2 separate regions of the Rattus norvegicus genome follow, and region 1 is linked to region 2. Evidence: chromatin contacts called from public Hi-C data. All regions are on one chromosome and are shown on one strand. Each heading gives the region's core, a stretch centred on a gene start, on an enhancer-like site or on the middle of the called end of the contact. The rest is flanking DNA. Distances are from core to core; before and after follow the strand shown.

The links. A called contact is a pair of places that touch in the nucleus more often than the background predicts.
Region 1: a contact with region 2 is called in a Hi-C map of Schwann cells, with 5 times the contacts expected there. The contact joins two enhancer-like sites. A contact is called at or near these places in 6 of 12 Hi-C or Micro-C datasets (Schwann cells, frontal cortex, hepatocytes and 3 more).

Annotation. Positions count from the first base shown.
Region 1 is chr8:52,551,839-52,555,939 of GRCr8, forward strand. No RefSeq gene overlaps it. Among named protein-coding and RNA genes, the nearest start is that of Trim29, 25 kb to the right of the region's middle. Within about 2 kb of position 1,738, at least 15 of the 93 cell types and tissues checked have an H3K27ac peak or open chromatin away from gene starts, as enhancers often do. A contact at or near this core is called in Schwann cells, where this site is marked.
Region 2 is chr8:52,265,612-52,269,924 of GRCr8, forward strand. Arhgef12 (Rho guanine nucleotide exchange factor 12) reads right to left here. Exons shown (of 41, transcript NM_001013246.2): 27 at 4,195-4,280; 28 at 1,658-1,783. Among named protein-coding and RNA genes, the nearest start is that of Arhgef12, 100 kb to the right of the region's middle. Within about 2 kb of position 1,945, at least 15 of the 93 cell types and tissues checked have an H3K27ac peak or open chromatin away from gene starts, as enhancers often do. A contact at or near this core is called in Schwann cells, where this site is marked.

The DNA of each region.
Region 1 (4,101 bases), core at 488-2,987, 290 kb after region 2:
CTTTCGTATTTTTATGAAACAGGGTCTCCCTATGTAGTTACGGCTGGCCTCGAACTCAGCAATCCACCTGCCTCAGCCTCCCATGTACCGGGATTATAGGTCTGAACTATCATACATAGTTGCTTCTTCTCTTTCTTTTTCCTTTCCTTTCTTCTTTCTATGCCCCATGCTCCTCTTCTTTACTATTATTTTTCCCCCTCTATGTTTTGGCTTAGGATCTTGCTCTGTAGCCCAGGCTGATCCTGAACTAACTATGTAGCCCCAAACCAATGGCATTCTTCTTGCCTCCCCTGTCCTAGAGCTGACATTTCAGTAGTGAAGCACTTCACCTTGCTCTTTAGGCTCCTTGTCCATGGATCTTAGGAACTTTGATGCTGCCAGAGGCTTTCAATAGAACACAAAGATGGTGGGATTGAGGAAGGTCGGAGAGGAAGCCACCTAGGGGCTTTAGACTAGGGGCCTATATGGGAAGCAAGACTCCTGTTCCGGGCCACCCAGCTGTCATCATTCTTTGCCGGGAGTCAGAGCCTGACAAAGCAGGCAGGACACAGGTTAGAGTAGTAGCAGGAACCAGACCCAGGGCAGAGAGGAGTTGACTGAGCCTGCCCTGGGAGGCTGGTTGAGCGGTGGTGTGGCGACACCCTGTGGTGAAAATGGGAACTACATCTTGGTTCACTGAAAGGTCTGGGAGGTGCTTTAGGCAGCAGCCCCTACTATGAGAAGCAATGACGCAAGCTCAGCTACTGCCCACCTTCTAGTTGCACTTACTAGAAGCCTTACATTACCCCCACAAGGCCTCAGTTTCTTCACCTGTGAAATGGGATGTACCAGCAGGTTGTGCTAGTCAAGGGGACAGATGCTTATCCCAAGGTCTAGCATGGAAAACCAGTCAAAGAAAGGCTGGCCATCGCTGGAAAGAGGACCTCTTTCCCATGTCACATAGTTAGAAGGGAACCTACTGTGTTTTACTGGAAGCAGAGTTTGGACCCCGAGCTGATAATGGTTCTTAGGGTGGAGAGAGTTACATATCATCTTAGGTGGGGCGAAAGAAAGTCGATTGGCCACATCTGGTTTTTATTATATTTTTTAGCAAGCCTGCTCTGCAAACAAGAGAACTGGATCTGTGGCCCCTGGCGTGACTTGGAATGATCTGTCACCCTTCTATTCTTTTTAAAGATTTATTTATTTTATTTATAGATGGTTGCAAGCCACCATGTGGTTGCTGGGATTTGAACTCAGGACCTCTGGAAGAGCAGTCAGTGCTCTTAACCACTGAGCCATCTCTCCAGCCCCACCCTTCTATTCTTAAAGAGGAGACCACGGGCTGTAGGGATCCCACTGGCCTGGGAGACATGAGTTAGGGCCATGGAACTGGATGCTACCTCAATCCTCTATTTCCAGACTTGGCCAGGGGTGGGTGACAGTTGTGTGTGTCTCTTTTGAGTCCCTTTGTCACCCACCCAGCTCTTATAGGAGTCTCCTGAGAGACCTGGGCCTGAACACCTTCCCTTTCTCTCCCTTGTGCATGCTTCTCCAAGGAGGACAGCCAGGAAATTGTTGGAGAAAGAAGTTGGGTGTGGCCTTATGTATCTGTGACTCTGATCATGTGCTCTAACTGTTTTCAGGAGAGCTGGCCCCACACCAGCCCTTGTTTTCTTCCTTCATCCTGAAGAGGAACAGCCCGAGCCAAGAATGAGCTGGATGAATCAAGCAGCCACTGGCTGAGTGATTCAGGCCACTGGGGGTGGGGTGGCCTCCTGTGCTGGGATCCTGCCCAGAAGCAGGGTGGGACCTCTCCTTGTAACATGCTAGAGCTGGCCCAAGGAGACGGAGCTCTTGGAGCTCAGGTGTCAATGGTCTCCCTGCCCCACCTGCTCTCAGTCCTGGGACATTTGGCAGGGCTTGTCCATTGTCTGTACACCTCTGTGATGGGTAAGGGGTCTGAGATGTGGCCATGGTACGGCAGGCAGCCCACTCTGCTGCATCATACCTGGCACTGGCCAGCTCAACCTGTGAGGCAGCAATCTGGATCCTAGGGTCCTGGCATCTGTGCTCCTAAGAATGGCATAGAAAGTGGGGCTGTGGGCTGGGTTGAGGGAGAGCTGGAGCAGAGAAAGGAGTTGCAAGTCTGGGTGGTAATAGGGACTTAGGGAAATGGGCAAGGTTAGGAAGTGGGGAACCAGTATGGTTGACGATTTCTGTGGGAGACCAGAATTCTTAGCCAGAGGTTAGAGGATATAAGTCCTACCTCCAGAGAGCAGAGTCCCGTGGGTCACATACTGCGCACATGACCACAGCACGGTCATGAATGTACACATGGTCAAGACAGACCTATGCTCAGGCCTAAATGTGGTCTTACCCTTCTTGCTGGCTGAGGGCAGTTCACCACCTTGTTCAGTGTGTCATGGATGCTATATTTTTTTACCCTGACAAGGGTCAAGAAGATCTTCCTTAGGGCACTCTGGGAATCAGGGGTTGAGGGGGGCAGTACCTAAATCCTGCCAGCCACAGAAGCTGCCACATTAGCAGTTGTCCCTGCAGCCGATAGCCTCAGGCTCCAGGCAGAGGCCCGCTGTTGCTTCCTTCATTGCTCTGGTGCTCTGTGGTGGGCTGGGCTTGTCTGTCAGGGTGGTCTCTGCCCTGTAGCTAGTTATTTAAAGTCCCTCTAGCTCAGGGAATTGTCAGTGTCTAGCACCCTTGTTCCTGTTCCTCACAAGCTGAGTAATCCTGGGAAGTTGGTCCTCTGGGCCCCTGGTTCTTCACCAGATTGGTGACAAGAGAAACCTGCTTCAGAAGACACTTGGGAGCAGAAAGTGTGCCACTGTGCCCGGTTAACAAACTCTTGCTGATTGCCTGCTCGGTGCTCACTGTGAGTTTACAGAAACGTAGGAATTCAGTCTGATGCCTACCCCAGGGAGGGGCCACCCTTCTAGAGATAGAAACACTGACCCTGATAGAAACCGTACCCTGGGCGAAGCCCTACCCCCAATACATGCAACAGAGGAACCTGGTTTAAAACAGGAACCTTGCTGGAATATGTGTTTGAGAGCAGCCCTCTCCCTGCTACAGGGAATCCGAGGGCGATCATAAAACACATCCCGGCGCTGGCCAAAAAACAGGTCTATGTGGGGGAGGGGGGCAGCCATCAAAGCCTAGCGAGCCTAGGCAGGTCGGTCAGCGCTGGGAGCCAGAGAGGCCCAGGCTTCCCACCGCTCCCACGGACCGACAGCCACGCTGCAGTGCCTCACATCACCGCACCGGGGCGCACGTCTGCCCACCTCTCGGTCCCTCTTCAAGCCCCCTCTGTCGGCCCTTTGTCTCAGAGGTTCTTTCTACATTTCACTTAGGAAAAAGAAAAAGATGCCTACCGCTTGAATAGCGTTTGGAGATGACCTCCCTTGGACTGAGTAATTTGATTTGCTTCCCCAGGCCAGTGGCCATGAAGGTGACATTTAGAGTCAAGTCACTGGTGGAAGACGGCCATCCATTCATTAAGCGCCTACTCATAAGCTCAGCTATGAGTGATAGCCTGTGAGACTTTGCTCAGCTATTGGTCATCTTAGCGACTTGGGGCTGCCTCCTGAAAGCAGTGGGAGGCTGCTGCAGGGAGGTCGGCAGGGTGTAACAGAGGGAGGTGGCAGGCAAGGCATGTTTGTTTTGGAGTGATCTCTGTGACTGCTGAGAATGGATTCGAGTCAGGGTGCTCTGAGACAGCAGCCAGGGTCACTAGAGACGTTAGAGATGTCCCAGTGGTCATGGTGTCAGGGCTACAGTCTTACTGAATTTATCTGGGTGTGTTAGAACACCCCTGGAATCCCAGCATTCTGGAGGCAGAGGCAGGTAGGTTGGTGCAAACTCCAGCTCAGCCTGGGCTACACAGCAAGACCCTGAGAACGAACGAACAAACAAACAAACAAACAAACAAACAAACAAACAAACCCACAGAAAGCCGACCAACCATCAACAACAAAACAAAACAAACCCCTAAAACACCACCTGGGCGTGCTGGTGTATACCTATAAATCCTAGCACTTGGGAGGCTGAGGCAGGAGGATTGGTGCAAGTTCAAGACCAGCTGGGGCTTTAGAATGAGACCCTGTC
Region 2 (4,313 bases), core at 695-3,194:
AGAAAAAAAATTACGCATCCTAATTCTGTTCCAGGACAGCCAAGGCTACCCAGAGAAACCTTGTCTCAAAAAAATGTTGAAAAACAAAAAGTACACTTACTAACTTATGATCCAGGGAACACTAGTCTGGGTGTGCTAGCTTACATGCATCAGGGGCCTACACACCTTTAAATAACGTGACAATGTGCACTTCAGACTCTGTGAGCTAGTCTTCAGACAACTGAGTCTGCTGTTATAATGAAGGGTAGCAATAGGTGAATGGACATGGCTTTATGTAATAAAATATAAAGAGGTTCCCTCCAAGATCCCCATTCTCGGGTATATAAATGGGAATATGTGATTCCATCCCCTTGAGTGTGGGTGGAGTCTATTCTATAATTAGTTTACTATCACTTGATTCTGAATCAAAAAGAGGAGGCTCGGTCTAACTTGCTCAGAGGTGTCTGGGACCCCAATTCTTGTCCTTGTGAGAGCAGCAAGTGCTCTTAGCCACCGAGCCATCTCTCAGCCCTAAACTTTAAAAGCAATCTGGACCAGAGAAAAGCATTCCTATTAGCTTGGAAAAAAAGAAAAAGCAAAAATCCACCTCTGTGGACAGCTCAAAGTCCACAGGAGGAGACAGGTAGCCTGGGGAGCCAACAACGAGCCAGAAAGCAGAACCTCATTTTGCATTTACAAAAAGTAAAAAATAAATAGAATAAATTAATTTTAAAAAATCAGCCATTGGCTTAAACAAGCTTCAGGTGAGGGTTGCAACTCAGAGCACATTTGATAAGATCCAAGGGGGAGGATCCTGTTACACTGTAGCCATACTCTTAAACCACATGCACTGTGACTGCTGCTTACCAATGCAGCAGCATAACAAATGCATGGTGTCCAACGATCTCTATTTATAAACCAGCAGGTGGCTGGAGACAGCCTCTTATCTACCCTAGCCCTACCCCAGTACCACCACAACCCTCCCACGCCTGATAAAACCACCATCTCAAACTTGAGCGATGTGCTCTTCCTCAGTGACTATGGGCCAGGCCTGCTGGCACAGGCCTGCAAACTCATGGCTGCATGAGACACAGGCAGAGCAAAAGCCTGGGCAACTCAATAAGACCCTACCACAAAAAGCTATAAGAAGGGCTAGGCCCATCGCTCAGTGGAGAGGGCCTGCCGAGACACCGAACAGTTGAATGTGGCTTTTCCTAATTAAAGCTGCTAGGGAAACATGGATGTCTATGTCAAACGTTTCAATTTTCATGTATATTTTTTATTATTCATCATTCCAAAGACATCTTTATTCCTTTCAGTGATTCAAGACACAATATAAAGCTCTTTTTAAATGCTGACATATTGGGTGGGGCTGGAGAGATGGCTCAGTGGTTACGAGCATCGGCTGCTCTTCCTGAGGAGCCAGGTTCGATTCCCAGCACCCATGTGACAACAGCTGACATCTATCCAGTCCCAGGGAACGCAATGGCCTCTCAGAACCATGCACAGACTTGGTACCCAAACATATATTCAGGCAAAACACCCATATTCAAAAGATAAAAACATAAATGGGGGGATTAATATTATCATAGATGAACGTTGTAAGTCAGAATTCTTCAAGTTTATTCTATAATTAGTACAAAACTTGTCCAGAGGTCATATAACTTGCTCAACTCACTTGCACAAAAGTCTGGAATCGAGAATCCTTTTTCTGGCGAGACTTGATCATTTCCAGGGCGAAAGGCTGGTTACTGCAGAATGTGGCAGCAGCGTGCTTCAGCTTCTCCTCCCCTGGTCCACTGAACTGTGCCAAGAACACAGAGAAAGAGAAAGAAACACTGAGCATCCACCCGTGAGGCCAAGTGAGATGAAGGCAGCCACAGTCCTTTCGACATCCCAGGGAACATCCTTAAATGCAAGAGACGGGCTTTGTACATAGAGGCAGGAACAATGGTGCCACATGGATGACTCACCCTGACACCACAGGCCATGTGCCAACGTTTTTGTGCCAGTAGCCTAATGTATTATCTCTCAGTCTACACTGCTTGCAAATTAGAAAGGTTGACATCTGGAGAGTACGAGACACAAAATGTCTGGAGACTGTGATTACTGTTTCATTTCTATAGACTCTGACTCCATTACAAGAACACTCGCAATCCGTGTGTTAGGAGCTTTCCTTCCTACTCACTTCGATCACAAGTTGAGTGGGAACAGAAAGAAAATTCTCCACTGTGTCACCTGTGCAGGGACTAAAGGGGGACTGGGCATAGATCCATGAACTTACAAATCTCTTTTGCAACTACATATTATATACGCATACATGGTATGCCTCTTCCTAGTATCTTCCTCTCATAAATTTGTTTGTAATAATCCGTCTGTAGGTTTACTCAGACCCTCACCTGGAGGTTCTCAATGAAATGCTTAACAGCTGCTTTACCATGAGGCGGTCTCAGAAGGCAAACATACCTTTTCAGCTGTATACTATCACCTCTATTTTGTTTATTTTTGCTTGGGAGTGGTTCTCAACCTTCCTAATGCTGCAACCCTTTAGTGCAGTCCCTCCTGTTGTGGTGACCCCCAAGCATAAAATTATCTTGGTTGCTATTTCACAACTGTAATCTTGCTGCTGTTATGAACCGTAATGCATATATCTGTGTTTTCTGATGGTTTTAGACGACCTCTGCAAAAGGGTCAGTCCATTCCCCCAAAGAGGCCATGACCAACAGGCTAAGAACCACTGCACTAGGCTATCCAGGCTGCCTCACACCCCCAGCCATCCTGCCTGTGTCCTGAGTGTGGGTATTGCACACAGAACTTCGAAGCTCGCTTTCCCACCACTTTTACACTTTACAAACAAGTGCTCTGTACTTAGCCAAGAGGACTTTCTGTACAACAGTCCAATTTCTAAAACTCTATCACATGGGAAGGCATTCTATAAAATGTTCTTTTGTAGCTTATCTGTAGATGAATTATGTTCTTCAAGTAGGTTACATAAAATAGTATTCAAACTGGTTGGTCAAAGTTTATACTGTTATTTTCTTATGGATAGGATGCTCAGGCTAGGAATGTGGCCCAGCAGTTGAACCACTTGTGTCAGACCCACAGGGCCCTGATTTCAATCACTAGCACTGAAAGTAAGTGCTGAAGGACGAGACTGGCAAGGCTAACGGCAGGCATGCTGTCTGTCAGGAACTAGGAACACAGAACAGCTGGGCTTACTGAGAAAATGCCGGGATCCCAGCAGGTCTGCGGTCTCCTACGGGGCCAAGACTGAGAAAATTTCTCTAAACACTCTCTCTCTTCTCTCTTCCCTGCCCCCACCTCTCAATTCAGCACTTGAGAGCAGAGGCAGGCAGATCTGGGTGAGTCCAAGATCAACTGAAGCTACAAAATACCAGGCCTGCCAGGTCTAACTGCTGAGACCCTGTCTAAAGCAAAACAACCAGACTCCCACAGTTTTCCCACCATGCACTGGGTGACAGCAGAAGTCATGTGTCTTAAACGCCACTGTCTCTAGAACTATACAGTTTGTTCAACAGTTGACAATCGGAGGCTGGAGAGACGGCTGCATGGCTAAGAGCACTTGCTGCTCCTCTGAGGGCTTAGGTTCAGTTCCGAACGACCTACGGCTAACATCTCCAGGGAACCCAAACTGGGTCTAACGCCTTCTTCTCACCTCTGCGGGCACAAGCCGTGCAATGGTACACACACATACACACAGACAGGCAAGACAATCATATACACACAACAAAATAAATCAGTACAGTTAGACAAAGACAGGGAGGTGACAGTTATCACAGCCTCTGAATTCTGTCCTTATATTGGGAATAAGTTTAAGTCGTTTTCACTACTGACACTTATGAAGTATAATTGCCTAATATTATACGTGTTTAAGATCTGAACAGCAGAAGATGGCAAACATTTAAAAGATCTGAACAGCAGAAGATGGCAAACATTTAAACTGACAGGATGCACTACTCTCTCTCCTTTGAGACAAGGAACCAGTGTACCTGCATCTCAATGAGACGGAGCACTTAGTCTGACTGCATACTGATTAGAACAAACTAACCAATAAAATAATATGTGGAACCCTTTTCGACTTTGCATATTAACTCTGCAAAATGGATGTGTTTAGTTTGGATACATTTATTACTTACCCCAGAATCTGATCTAATGTCTATAAAAATATTTAAAAGACGTTCTCGATTTCCTTACCCAAAGGAGCAGATCTTCCCCAATATGATCAATAACTGAGGTCTCGTTCCTTTTTCGGACAGCTTTCATCTGCTCATTCAACCCAACTAAGGGAGGAAAGAGAAAAACAGATTAAGTCC